Linked DNA regions of Triticum aestivum: region 1 is linked to region 2. Evidence: chromatin contacts called from public Hi-C data. All regions are on one chromosome and are shown on one strand. The core of a region is the stretch at or near the end of the contact, and the rest is flanking DNA. Distances in the headings are between cores, read along the strand shown. Region 1 holds the start of LOC123111292 (histone-lysine N-methyltransferase, H3 lysine-9 specific SUVH1-like). Region 2 holds the start of LOC123111290 (alpha-L-arabinofuranosidase 1).

The links. A called contact is a pair of places that touch in the nucleus more often than the background predicts.
Region 1: a Hi-C map of leaf shows a contact between it and region 2, with 4 times the contacts expected there. The contact joins the promoter of LOC123111292 here to the promoter of LOC123111290 in region 2. A contact is called at or near these places in 2 of 5 Hi-C or Micro-C datasets (both in leaf).

The regions. Positions count from the first base shown.
Region 1 is chr5B:265,666,586-265,673,715 of IWGSC CS RefSeq v2.1, reverse strand. LOC123111292 (histone-lysine N-methyltransferase, H3 lysine-9 specific SUVH1-like) reads right to left here and starts at 3,418. Exons shown (of 3, transcript XM_044532048.1): 1 at 3,302-3,418; 2 at 288-2,455. The coding sequence starts at 2,446. The coding sequence ends at 314.
Region 2 is chr5B:265,535,098-265,542,892 of IWGSC CS RefSeq v2.1, reverse strand. LOC123111290 (alpha-L-arabinofuranosidase 1) reads left to right here and starts at 3,661. Exons shown (of 18, transcript XM_044532046.1): 1 at 3,661-3,947; 2 at 4,421-4,631; 3 at 4,782-4,836; 4 at 5,210-5,406; 5 at 5,642-5,763; 6 at 6,052-6,199; 7 at 6,394-6,463; 8 at 6,571-6,716; 9 at 6,797-6,842; 10 at 6,923-6,975; 11 at 7,381-7,525. The coding sequence starts at 4,449. It overlaps LOC123111291 (a long non-coding RNA gene), which reads right to left and starts at 3,562. Exons shown (of 2, transcript XR_006454361.1): 1 at 3,192-3,562; 2 at 1,939-2,577.

The sequences.
Region 1 (7,130 bases), core at 2,169-4,668, 130 kb before region 2:
AAAAGGAGAACAATATCAGCATCAATTTGGCGGCCAAGGCACAGATTGGAGACATATAGTTACGCTGTCTAGTATGGAGTAGTAGTCTGTAGGATACGTTCTTCTCTAGCAAAGACATGACTAATAAAAATCCATCAACATCAAGTGATGAGTAATGACAATACATACCGTGTGACAAGACACTAGTACAAAGTTGAGTCATCTATTTTGGAACGGAGGGAGTACAATACTTGTTAAACATGACCGGAAAACCTAGAAGGAACAGAGATAATGACATTTTTCTGTACCTTGTTTATGCCCAGCATATTTTGTGTCAGAAAGAACCTCGACAGTTTGCAGATCCACATAAGCATGGCTTGAGCTTGCAAGCCAGGGGAGATTTCCCCTTGAGGCCCGGAGGAGCCCCTCTAATGCCATAATCATATGTCAGCTCAGTCATAGGAGGGATATGTTTCATAGCGAAGAACATGATATGCGGATAACTGTCATCGGTATGGTCATATTGCACAGCCTGCCAGAGTAGATTCGGGGAGCAGCTATGGTTGACGAAACGAGCAACGTTGCCTGCATCTTTTGCACTTATCACGACAGGAAGCTTCTTAAACCTCTCAGCTGTGGCATCTGCACCTTTTTCCTCGAGCAACTCTGCACCCAGGTTCCATCTTAGAGCCTTGTCACTTGGACATGTTGTGCGAAAGGTGTACTCGTCCTCCTCGACATCCATGCTCATGTTGGTTTCGTCCATGACTTGACCAGCATACTCGCAAACGAATGCGCCGGCACGGATCGGGTCCCATGATCGGAGACCCCATCCACGGTCTCCGGTCCGGAACACCTCAAAGTTGAGCTGAACACCTCTCTGTGCAACCCTGTTCCGACAGTCCTTGGTGCAATGGCAGTCACGAGAGCACTCGTAAAGCATCGGAACATGCCTCGCGAGCACCCCGTCCAAGTTGTAGGGAAGATCGCCGCCATTCTGTCGCGCGCACGAACAATTGGGGTCACCTGGCATGCACACACTAGTACACTCACAGTGGTGCAATGGCTTGTTCCTACCAAGAGGTCTCGAGTGCTTCACTCCGGTGACATACTTGAAGTGGCTCGGCCCCGTTTCGCCGTCGACTTCGTTGACAAGGCACACAGGCAGGATCTCAGCCCCTGATGATAGATCCAGCACCATGGCATTTTCTCTTGTGGCACGGTTTGCCTTCCACTTTTCTGTCATCTTCCAGACTGAAATTCCATGAGGTTGCCCTGGCTCCCTCCTCAGCCTGTACTTGAACACACTGAACCCGTTCTTGGCCGTGTCCATCCAGGAGTCCTCGATGCGATACACTCCATCGTAGATGTAAACCTTGCCTGCTGTGATAGAGAAAGGGTCCCGTGCACTGCGCACCACCCTGATCTGGTTCTTCTTGCTGGCGCTGTTGCTGAGAGCAAGGTTTCCTTTCTCCAGCTTCTGGTCGTGCTTCTCCTTGTCCTTGCGCCGGCTGTTGCCTCCTTGGCCCGTGTACACCAGGGTGTCGGTCTCATCTTCAACGTTCTCGTATCCGCCGGACGAGATGATGCTCACGGCCAGGCTCTCGTCCCTCCCGGCAACAAGCTTAGCCGACAGGTAGTCGATGCCGGCCATGGATGGCGCATGCAACCCCACGATGCACATCTCAATCCTGTAGAAGAAGATGTCTCCGATTTCGACGCCCGGGACGGGGCCTATCGTCTTGAGGCTGTTGATCTTCAGGTTGTTATGGTTCATGAGAACACTGGCCTTGAGGTCGGCGCGCCTGCCCAAGCCCTCCTTCTCATCCAGCTGCAGCGTCCGGCGCCGGAGCGAGTCGAACATGGCCATGGTCGCTTCCACTGCCTCCCTTGGGTTGTCCGATGCGGAGGGCCAGCCGGCGAGCTCCTTGCTGAGGCTCCTCCTGATCGGTCTCTGCTTGGTGTTGGCTGCAGTGGAGTCTCCGGCCTGCCGAACCCTCTTGGCTGTGCTCTTGGGTGAAGATGAAGATGGTTTCCTCTTCTCGGAAGCAGGAGTGTAGTCTTCATCCGACAGTTCCTCTTTGAGTCGCCGCGCGGGAAATGCTGCCGAGATTGGCGTGGCCTTCAGAGGAACTGCGGACCCTGGTCCTGGTGACGGCCCAGCAAATGAAGCTGGAGCTGGCCCAGGGTGTTGTTGCGGTGGCGGCCCAGCAAATGAAGCTGGAGCCGGCCCAGGGTGTTGTTGCGGTGAGGAGCAGGGCCCTGGCGGCGGCCCAGCAAATGAAGCTGGAGCCGGCCCAGGGTGTTGTCGTATTGGTGTGATGTAGTAGAAGAATGGTGGGTCGGATGATCCAGCAGTTGCTAGATCATACCCAGGAGGGGTAGGGAACATCGGCGCTAGTGAGTGCAATGGCTTCGGGTCCAAGGGCTGCTCCTCAGTTCCTGCTTCGTCTATCAAGCTCCCCATGGTGAACTCCTGGCAGTAGAAAAAAACAGGGTAGAGTTAATACTAGATGCTAGCTGATGTATATGGAAGATCAAATATATATGATCAACGAAGAATAGCATCCATGTAAATATGTAAGTTCAGAACATTGTATCAGCTTCAAAACAGGACAAAACTGTATTATCTTGTGAAGTGAAATGCAGCAACGCGGAAACAGAAAAGATTCATATTTTGATCACTAGCTTGTTGGCTGGGTGGAATTAATATGAATCTTTATGCGATGGTGGCAGTGTAAAAATGGCATATTGACTGACGAGTAGGATTTGGTTGAGATCTCTTTTACACTTAATAAAAGAAGTGTGATCTTTTTCACACTGTAATCTTTTTAAGAAAGGGAGGTCAGTGCTTTTTTTTTTTAAAGAGAATAAATCTGTAGATTCAAGTAATGATATAAACCATTGAGCTGAAAGAACAGGGTCTTGTGAAATGCAGCAAGCAGAAACAGAGGAATCTTCTTTCTATTGAAACAAAAGAAACAGAGGAAAACACATATGCTGCTCTGCTCACTATTGTGTTACTTTGTGTCGAAGTATCCATACCATATGAATGTAGTACAGATTGGGGTTGTTTTAAACCGACAGAAAACACATCTATTTCAGCATGCTACGTTCCATGTCCCTCTCCTCCTCACATATGAACCAAAAATGCCGGTATCGACAGAAAGAAGAAACAAAGTTCAAGAAGAGGAACGTTGAGGAACCCAGAAAAGAAGGCCATTTCTCCACAGATACGATCATCCAAAACCAAAAATTACTACTACTACTCAAGAGCGCCAGAAAATAAAATCGCAAGAAAGATTGCCGGGAGCCGACTGACCTCGAGGACGTCGTGGAAGCGAAAGCTCTTCCTCTCTCCACCGAAGCGCTCGCTGGTGCGTTGTGGTTTCACTTCTTTGGAGGTCACAAGTGGTAGTGTGGTGGGGTAAAAAGGGCACTTGCCTGTGTTGTGCCACGGCTTGGGGCTCCCCTCCCCTCGGTGAATCCGTCTCAGCTCTCAGGGGGCCTACACGTGTAGTGCCAGGCGGTCGTGTCACCGGTCACGGCTGGCAAGGTTCGCCTCTTGGGCTTCTGTGCTTTCACTGTTCACCGTTGGATCGGTCTCGAGATCCGTGCCGCTGGAACCAGCTGGAAACGGTTCAACGCTGCTCACCGGTGGCAGCTTATTAAGACATCTGCCGGTCAAAGTCACTTCACTTCACTTCGGCCTGGCAAAAAGTTCACTCCCTTACGTGACAGCTCGGTAGCAAAAGGGTGAAATACAGACCCTTGTTCTGCCCTGGCCCGCCCGTCGGTGAGACAGACCCCCTTTTCTCTTCCTCTACCTCTCTCCGCGTCCCCGTCATCGCTGCCGCCACCACCACCCCCTGGTCGCGCCGTCTTTCACCAGGGACGTCCCAACCACCATCGCGCCGTGCCATAGCTGTCTCTGCGCCGGCTTGCCGGAAAGCATTTGGCCGGCGTTCTCTGTGTTGCCGGTGGGAGACAAACTACGGCCGTCGTCGTTGCTCGTCGTCACCAACCTCTTCAGGCCGACTGTTCGGTCACGCAAGGCGCCATCCAGCATCGTCGTCGCCCGTCAACAAACAAAGGAGTGAAACCTCCAACAGAGAAGAACCGGCATACCCTCCAACAGAGAAGAACCGGCATACCCTCCAACATCAAAAACATCATAGAAGATGCAAGTGAACTCCGTTTTCGATGAACTCGAGCTTGTCATAAAAAAGACCAAGAGTTCCAAATCTCACAAGGAGAAGAACCAAACAAGAACCAATAAAGATGATGCAAGGATGCAATGGTTTGAGCTCTCTACGAACGATACGATCAAGCAACTCATCGAGAGCCCCCCTTGATAGTACAACAATCGATCCTATAACCCGATCTCCCACAACTACCGTGAGACCGGTAAAATAGAAAACCTATCAAGGGCAAATATTTGCCTTGCACATGATCCACTTGAGCTAGATGATGACGATCTTCTCCTCCTCAAGATGGACCACCTTTCTTGATTGCGTTGGCTCGATGAAGACTAGTAGATTGCTCCCCCATACTCCACTATGGGTGAGCCACTCTTCTGCGCATCTTCACAAGTCCATTGTCGCCACAATGGACGGCAAGCTTCAAGCATATGATCTCTTCGTGATGATCCTACTTGAACTTGCACACCGCAACCTAACCACACAAAGAACTCTCACGAAGATCATGGGTTAGTACACAAAGTATAATTGACAATGCTTACCATACCATGGGATCGCTTGATCCCTCTCGATACATCTTCTATGCTTTGTGTGTTGATCAACTTGATTCACTCTTTGACTTAGTCTGGATCAACCTTGAATCTTTCCAACTCTCTTCATTTGGATGATGTCTTGAAGGTAAACATGAATGATCACACACTCTTTTTCTTCAAGACATGCTTGCTATAAGCACAACACTCATATGGCCAATCTTTGGATAATTCCTTAATAGCACCTTGGTCATCACAAACTCTCCTTGAAACCAACAAATGGACTTCAAGAAAAGCCTATGGACAAACCCTTCAAATATAACTCAAGGCAACCATTAGTCCATAGAGATTGTCATCAATTGCCAAAACCAAACATGGGGGCACCGCATGTTCTTTCAACATGTGGACTCACTCATATGAACATACTCATCCGCAAGATCACCAGGAATTCCATATGCAAGTATGCGCATAGTCGCAGTGCATTTCTGGTATGAAGAGAAACCAAGCTTGCCTAGGGCATCCACTTTTCACTCAAAGTATGGGTCATACGCGACCACTCCCTTGTGAATATGATTGAACATGTTCCTTCTCATTCGAAATCGGCGACGAAATTGACGTGGCTTAAAGAGTGGACCATCCTTAAAGTAACCGACATAGAGAAGGTGTTGCCTTTCTCTCTATTGCGGTCCAAGGCCAGAGCATGGCCGGGGATTGATCCCCTATACCGAGGCCGCTTCCTAGTGATGTGTTCATGCACGACCAACGCAGCCGCCAGCTCTTCCTCATCCGAGGATGAATCATCAGATGAGCAAATGAAATTGTGAAAGAAAAACTCATCACCACTGTCCATTGTACCTTCTCAGAAATCCGTCAAACGCCTTGCGGTCATGGTCGGAAAGTGGACGGATAGTGCATGCTCTGCTCCCCTCGCAGGTTGGCCTGGAGACGATGGGCGACGATGATGGTGGATGGCGCCTTGCATGACCGAACGGCCGGCCTGAAGAGGTTGGTGACGACGGGCGACGACGACGACGGCCGTAGTTTGTCTCCCATCAGCAACATAGAGAACGTCGACCAAATGCTTTCTGGCAAGCCGGCACAGAGACAGCTATGGCACAGTGCGATGGTGGTTGGGACGTCCCTGGTGAAAGACGGCACGGCCAGGGGGATGGTGGTGGCGGCAACGATGGCGGGGGCGCGGAGGGAGGTAGAGGAAGAGAAAAGGGGGGTCTGTCTCACCGACAGGCGGGCTAGGGCAGGACAAGGGCACACACCTCTCGCGTCCGTGATTGTCCATTCGGCCACAAACTCGGCCCAAACTTGGGCCGGGAATGGGTCAAAAGCGAACAGAAACCGGATGATGGTCCGTTTGCGGCCGCGCATTGGGAGGCATGTTTTGTCCGTATACCTCCAAACGGACGCAGCCGGACATGATGGGGTCGCGCGTTCACAAACTCAAATTGTCCGTTGGTCTGTAAGGATAAAAGTAGATGGACACCTATTTTCATCTTTTGGTCTATTTTATGTCTGTTCGCACCTATTTTCTGTTGGGAAACGTATCATGCAATTTCAAAAAAATCCTACGCTTACGCAAGATCTATCTAGGAGATGCATAGCAACGACCGGGGAAGAGTGTGTCCACGTACCCTCGTAGACCGAAAGCGCAAGCGTTTGACAACGTGGTTGATGTAGTCGAACTTCTTCTAGCTCCGACCGATCAAGTACCGAACGTACGGCACCTCCGAATTCTGCACACTTCAGCGCGATGACGTCCCTCGCCCTCTTGATCTAGCAAGGTGCCGAGGAAGTAGATGAGTTCCGTCAGCACGACGGCATGGTGACAGTGATGGTGATGTGATCCGCGCAGGACTTCGCATAAGCACTATGAAGATATGACCGGAGGCGTAAACTGCGAAGGGGGGCGCCGCACACGGCTAACGATTGTTGTTGCGTGTTCTAGGTGCCCCCTCCCCATGTATATCTAGGTGGGAGGGGGAGGGGAGCTGCCATGGGGCGCCCCTTGGGAATCCTACTTGGGGTTCCTATCCCAATTGCCCCTCTTTCCTTATTTCACCGGAGGGGAAAAGGGAATAGGGAAGGGAGGAAGGAAAGGGGGGTGTCGGTGTCAAAACCGGCGGATCTCGGGTAGGGGGTCCCGAACTGTGCGTCTAGGCGGATAGTAACAGGAGACAAGGGACACGATGTTTTTACCTAGGTTCGGACCCTCTCGATGGAGGTAAAACCCTACTCCTGCTTGATTGATATTGATGATATGGGTAGTACAAGAGTGGATCTACCACGAGATCAAGGAGGCTAAACCCTAGAAACTAGCCTATGGTATGATTGTTGTTCGTCCTATGGACTAAAACCCTCCGGTTTATATAGACACCGGAGAGGGCTAGGGTTACACAGAGTCGGTTAC
Region 2 (7,795 bases), core at 2,412-4,911:
CAGCTGTACTCTTTGATAGCTTTCCTCGGGAACTCAACAGATCCAAAGGTCTGGCCAACTTGAAACTGTGGTTTAGTCAGGTTTTCTTCTCTAAAACTTTTGAAATTCAGCTTCACCTTATCTTCATCAGAAGATGGCAGGCACATATCCACATCTTTAGTAGGATCATCAGCTTCTTCTTGGACTGCTATACCTTTGCCTTTCTCACAATCAACATTTTTGTCAAACAACTCATCATCATCCTGCAGATCAATGTCTGAATCTACAATTTATGGAATGTAATCTTCATCTGAATCATGCATTACTGAACAACCAACTGTGTCTGCTGCATCCATGTTCAAAAACCTAGAGGATTTCCTGGCCCTAAACCCAAACTGAGATGAAAGGTAAGTAGTTCCAGGCTGGGGTGGACTTGGTATGAAATGATCTTCTTCTGAATCTGCTACACTTTCTGACTCGGCATCTTGCTCATGCTCTTGATCATGCTCATGCTCTTGATCATGCTGATGCAGCTCCTGTTCAACTTGATCATGCTGAGCCTGCTCCTCTTGCTGTTGTTGTGTCTGCTCTTCTTGCTGCTGGTGTGCCTTCTCCTTATTTGGCCTAATGCCACTAAACCTGACAACTGGAGGATCCTCATCATCAGAGTGAACAGGAACAGGAGAAATAAATGATCCCATGATCAAGGAAAATCTGTTGGAAGTGGTTGCCATTCAGAGCACAATCCTTCATGTTTTCTGTCATAGTGTTGTCCCCTAACTTAGTCTCTCTTAATCCATTCTTGTAGACTGTCAACCCAGGAACACACCAATAAGCCCTGATCTTGCCCTCAAACTCATATCCAATTTCCTCCACTAGACTGGCAACAACATTAGGTGTCCAACTATCTATGTCACAGTAATCATACCAAATGGAGTGACCTTTGTGATAATCCCTATGCTTGCCAGCACACAGAAAGTAGCCACCATGTATGACCTCAATAGAGAAGTGGTTGCTTAAGGGTCATGCAAAACAATCAAGTTGAAAAAGTTCAGACATTTCAGGCTACAGAGAGGTTCAGACAGTCCAGACATTCAGACTTTTTGACTTTTTCAGAAAGAAAAACAGAGACTCATGGCTGCAATTAACAAATGTATGATCTTACAGGTCGTAAAGCAACCATTTTTGGTAAATCTGACCCAATGTAATTGCAAATTAAAACAATTTTGGTCCAATTAACACTCTGACACTAAAAGCAAACTTTACTGCTTAAACCCTAGACCCCTGGACCCATGACAAATTGGGGGGAGAAAGAACCCTAACCACTCCAGATCTCTGCAAACATGGCCATCTACTGCAAACCCCCCATGACGCAGCCCTATTTATGGTCTGCCACAAAGTTCTTCAAGAAACTGCTAAAACCCTACCACCCCACACCCAATCCGTCAGAGAGTTGAACGAACGCCCAAACCCTAGCTCGTACGCGCAATTGATGCGACCAAGAACTCTTTACGGGAGCTAAATTGGACAGATCGAGCAACGGAGCTGCCGGCGACGGCGACGTACCGTACATGGGCGGCGAGGCATCATCATGACGACGCGAAGGAGCAAGAGGCACGTCCGCAGGCCCCTCCCGAACGGCGCGGACGGCGGCAGCTCAGCGTCCGACGACGTGCTCATGGAGCCGTCGTCGACGCCGACGAGCAAAGGCACTACCTCGGCAGCGACGACGAGCAGAGAGGGTGCGAGCGGGTGCGGTCCCACCAGGTGCGCGAGCGTTTAATGTTCAGGTGTTGGCGCATTTGCAAAAAAAACCGAACTACTAGTATTACCCCCCCCGACTAGGTGCTACACAGGTGGCGGTCAAAGCCTAGCCAGCAACAGCTGACTCGGCCAAGTCAGCGAATACGTAGCTAAATTCGTATATACGGACCAAAGTGAACCCTTTGCGCAAGTACATGAACTGTAGTTCGGGTATTTTTGAAATAGTGGTACTAAAGTGTCAACCGGCTCAAGTTTTGTGACCTACAGTGAATTTTTCTCATTTTTTTCCTATAAAATTCCTCCAAGAGCATCCTTGTATGTGTGGACACAGAGATCCGGACACAGACAAACTCAGTCTCCAAAGCCGTTGGATGGATCGTTGCCACGACGAATGCGCCGCGCACAAATTAAAAGGGCGCTTGTAGGCGCCGGCGCGCCGACCGAACTGTTCGGCCGGTCAAGCCCCAGCCGCCCGATACATCGGTTCCCCACCGTCTGATTGCTTTGTTTTAAAGTCAAACACGCAGAAAAAAAACACGCACAGGAAACATGAAAAAAAGGACAGCGAGAGCACATGCCAGATCTGTGTGCTCGCCGGCCGCCCGCGATAGTCCTCGTCTTCCCGTGCTTGCTTTCCACCGCGCCATCACGCCCGTCACCCGCGCTCGCCTGCCGCTTGCCTGACGGTCGTGTCCGACACTTGCCTTGGCTGCCTCTGCTCGTCATGGTTGCAACTCAAACACAGGAGGGTTCTAGTGCGCTGTCATCATGGTTGGAGCATCCCTGGCGTCCCCGTCTCCGGCTCGCCGCCATTGTCAACTTGCAGCGTCATGTCTAGCAAAAAAAGCAATAAAAATCTCCAATGCTGGGTTGAAGCAAAAAGATTTGCCGGTTCCAGCAAAAAATAATGATGGTTCCAGCAAAACTCTCAACAGCACAAAAACTCCAGTAGTAGATTTGTAGCAAAAAAATTAGCTAGTTCCAGCAAAAAGAAACACTGGTTCCAACAAAAAATCATGCCGCTTCAATCAAGAATGTTTGCTGGTTCCAACAAATTACATGACACTGTGATGCGTGTTGGATGTAGCAATTGAGAACATTGGTTGTAGCAAAAACTCAAACGGTGGTAGCAAAGAAATTGATGCACTGGTTCCCCCCAAAAAACATAGTAGCAAAATAATTGATTGGTTCCAACAAAAACCGAGGTTGGTTGTAGCAAAAATGTACATTGGTTGTATCAAAAACAAATGACATGGTTGCAAGAATTTGGGTTGGTTCTATAAAAAAGAAACGAAAATAGTGGTAGCAAAATAATTAATTGGTTCCAGCAAGAACTGCAGATGGTGGTAGCAAAATTGAAAACCGGTTGTACCAAAAAGCAAATGACATGGCAACAAAACTTCGAGTTGGTTCCATAGAAAAAGAACGTGGTTGTAGCAAAATCTTACACTGGTTTCAGCAAAAATCAAGGGCGTCTGCAGCAAAAATTGGGGCTGCTTCCAAGAAAAGAAAATGATGGATCTCCATCACTTGTCGCCATGGTTGCAACGCCTCAACGTCGGCCGCCGCGGCTCTCCATTACTTCTCGCTGCCATCGGCAGCACCGGTGGGGGTTGGTTTGCAGCGCTGGTCGCTGGTGGGGCGTGAGGGGGCGGGGTGGGGGCAGCCACGGTGGGGGAGGCGCGGTGGCCATGGCTGGCGGCACAGCCGGTCGCCGGTGAGGGAGGCGTAAGCATCTACAAGAGAGGAAGAAAAGAGGCGAGCGGAGGAGGTTGCGGTAGAGGAGATGCACGAGCAAAGAATGAGTGGATGGTGTTGTCCTGAAGAGATAAGGTAGATGATCGTTCGGTGGTGGGCCTACATGTAGAGAAAGCGAGCGGTGCGACCGGTCTAACGATTCGGCCGGCGCGCCGTCTCGGAAGGTTTCCCAAATTAAAAGGGCACAGCGATGCGGATAGGCACCACCGCTCGCTCCGGGGCCCACGCGTGTCAGTGGTCTGACGCCGCCGCCGAAGCACACCCCGGCAAGCAACCAGCCGTGGCGCCGCCAGCCTCCGTCATCCCACGGCGGAGGCCGTTGTGCACCCCGCGCGCTTCACTCCGAAGCCACCGGCACGTCGCCTCCGGCCTCGCCTACTTAAGGCCGCAGCCTCCGGGTCTCCCTGCACCCCGCACTCACGACTCTCCTCGAACTGCGCTGCCTGGTGAGGACTCTCCTCGAACTGCGATCTTTTTCTTTGCTTCTGGCCCTGCTTGTTTACTCCTTCGGTTCTTGATTTCGTAGATGAGTTGTTCGATGAAATGGCCAATACAAGAGAATTGCTCCATGTCTGTGCTTTCGTTCAACCAGTGATAGGACCATTTGAATTCAGCTCCCATTTCCTGTCTAAAAACAAGTGTTTAGTTGTATAATCTGTAAATAAATGCCTTTTAATTCTTAAACTTCATGCTCTACAAATAGTATAGAGTGGCAAGTTATTTGGTTAAGTTGTATAGATATGTATTGTTTTGGACATGCCAACTGACCCTGGCAGGACTCCATGGCCAGGGTCGGCCTTATTGTCGTTTTATAATTTGGTGGTGACATGTTTGAGTAGTTTGTTCTTATAATTTCCATCAAAAGACGTGATTGGCATTGCATAATGTATCCTGATTTGTTATCTGTTCAAACTGACAGATTGGTTAGTCTTTAGAACTTGGAGCGTATGGGTTCCAAAGAAACGCTCTGTCGTATCCGTACTATTCTTTGCTTGTTGCTTCTCTTCTGCGTGAGCTGCAAATGTTCGGCATCAGAATTTGAGATCACACAAGTGGCACGCCTTGGTGTTGATGCCTCATCGCACCTTGCTCGAAAGATCCCTGATACGCTGTTTGGAATATTTTTTGAGGTGAGAAAAGTGATGCAGATCTTGTTAGTTCATCTTTTTCTCGTGGCACTTTGCAGGCATTTCTAGGTTCACTGCATTCACAGAATAATCCATCTGTACCAATTATGTTCCATCAGGTTCTCACTTCAACTGGATTGACTAATAATGTAGGAGATCAACCATGCAGGAGCTGGTGGAATATGGGCAGAGCTTGTTAGTAATAGAGGTACTTAAATACTTCTCAAATCTAATACACAACACTTGAAGTAAAACTGACATGTGGCAACATTCCTATCCAATCCAGTGCATTTGAACATCTGAACTTAAACAGGGAACTATATCTGTTGACAAAGAAAAGCATATAGAATAAATTTAGAAGAGCTACCCTTAAATGTTATTGTCTGAAGGTTACAATTCCCTATTGACCTATTCTTCATGATGAATTCAAATCTACTTTACCACAACATCTTCAAGTCAGTCATGACTATTGTCCAATTACGGAAATTCCATCTTACACATCCTGAATAAACCAATAGGCATTCACTTAAGTTGCTGTTGATTTTCAAGGTCTAGAATAACTTGGTTTTCCTACGATCCAGGTTTTGAAGCTGGAGGCCCCCATACTCCATCAAATATTGAACCATGGTCCATCATTGGAGATGACTCTTCCATATTTGTGGGAACAGACCGCACGTCATGTTTCAGGCGAAACAAGGTTGCTCTAAGAATGGAGGTTCTCTGTGATAACTGCCCAGTTGGCGGTGTTGGCATTTACAACCCTGGGTTCTGGGGCATGGTATGAGTTTACGTCGATCATAGGTTGATTAATCATAGCATACTGCTGTTACTTCGCGTTTTTTCCTCATGAAACCAGAATTAACTAGCACCATGCATGTTGTGTGTAGCTTTCAGGTAATGTCAGCTTTCAATCTGTCGTGTTTGTCAAAATTTTGTGCACATTATGTAATATACTGCATTTTCATTTGTTTGCTTTCCAATAATGCCATCATAATTATCATTCCAATCTCCAGAACATAGAGGATGGGAAGACCTACAATCTAGTTATGCATGCCAAGTCACCAGAAATGATAGAAATGACAGTTTCACTAACAAGCTCTGACGGATTACGAGTTCTGGCTTCAGCTGCCATACGGTTAGCATCTTCTCTCTCAAATTTGGACATCATGACGAGTAAATTTGACTATTAGCAACACTAGTGGAGGTATGTGTACGCCAGAGAGGGCCACTGTACCCCCAGCCTTTGAAAGAGAAATAATTGTGAAGGAAAAAAATATATTTGGAGGGCTTAGATGGAAAATAATAATAGTGTTTTGCCCCCTCCGATCTTCAGATTTGCCTTTTGCCACCCCTCCCACCCCCCGAAGTACTTTTCTAGCTGTGCCACTGATTAACAGTTAAGGAAAGGTTTGCACTTCTGCAGAGTACCTGGCGGATCGAATTGGATAAAATTGGACCAGAAGTTGGTTGCTCAAGGAACAGACAGAACCTCAAGACTTCAAATAACAGCTAAGACAAAGGGAGTTGTATGGCTTGATCAAGTATCACTCATGCCTTCGGATACATACAAGGTAAATCATACTTTTGTTGTCAATATTGATACTCAGAATATTAGTACATCTCAAGTAAAGCTATACTGGAATTTAATCTTGTTAAAACTTAGAAACTTCAACTTATTTTTTTTAATTGTTGTAGTATATGAATATACCAGTGGTGCATATGTTTATCTGAGAGTTTGACATACCAAATTTCTCTGTACTCTCAGGGGCACGGTTTCCGCACAGAACTCATATCCATGCTTTTGGATTTAAAACCCCGGTTCTTGAGATTCCCTGGTTTGTTGAAACTGCTTCTGATTGAAAAAATCGAATTCGTGATGTTTGCACATACATTATTCAGACATATCTGGGATTATTGACTAGATCACATGCAACTATTGTAGGAGGTTGCTTTGTTGAAGGCAGTTGGTTAAGAAACGCATTCAGATGGAGGGACTCTATAGGTCCATGGGAAGAGAGGCCTGGACACTATGGGGATGTCTGGAATTACTGGACCGATGATGGCCTCGGATATTATGAGTTTCTTCAGGTGCTTGTTTACAACGTTTCACCCTTTCCTTTTCTGTTATTACCTTTAATTATATATAACTTTTGAAACCTATATAAAAGCTTTCTGAAGTTCTCGGTGCTGCCCCAGTCTGGGTATTCAACAATGGTAATTATTACTAGATATCTTATATCTTTGACCACTACTGTTTCCCTCCTTACTTACGAAAGTTCTCCCTTAATTATCAGGAATCAGCCACCATGATGAAGTTGATACTACTGCTATTGCTCCTTTCGTAAAGGTATGTCCTGAAGTTTGAACTCCCAACTAATTTTCTAGCAGAGCGGACCAATACATTTTCTTTTCTGGGCATATCTGTAGATTAGAAACCTTACTACTCTGAACCTAACAGGAGAAATATGTATGATGAGTCTGCTCGAGTGGCCTAAAATAGTAGTAAAATTCTTTTTTCTTGCTGATCAATATTGGAACAGAGATGGTGTTGGTCTTATTTCTTTAGTTTCTTATTAACATAGCTCAGAAATAGAGATGATATTGAACACAAAGTTAATTGTACGTTTCTCTGAATAGTGAATAGTATCACACTCGTCAAGAGATTCCAATTTTGTTTGCAGGCTTAGGTAGTTGTCGTAACTCACCATTTAGGTTCATTATTATGGAACTGTTGTTATCATCTGCTCTACAGGATATACTGGACAGTCTAGAATTTGCAAGGGGGAGTGCAGAATCAACATGGGGTTCTGTTAGAGCTGCAATGGGGCATCCTGAACCATTCCCAGTCAAATATGTTGCAATCGGAAATGAAGATTGTGGGAAAGAAAATTACCGTGGTAAAATTTCAACAGCATTCATTCCACACTCAAGTCTTTTTTGTGGTAATCTGCACACTTAATGCCCTGTGCACAATATTAAGATGTACAATCAAGGAACAGGAAGCATAGCTGGACCATGATATATCTACTAAAATAAATAACATATGCAATATGTGATTTCGTGATTGTGTGCGGAGAGTCACATTTGTGCATATGAAAAATAACAAGAATATATTAACGTGCAAGGTGCATCATGTACATAATTCAAATTTGTCCGACCTACCCATA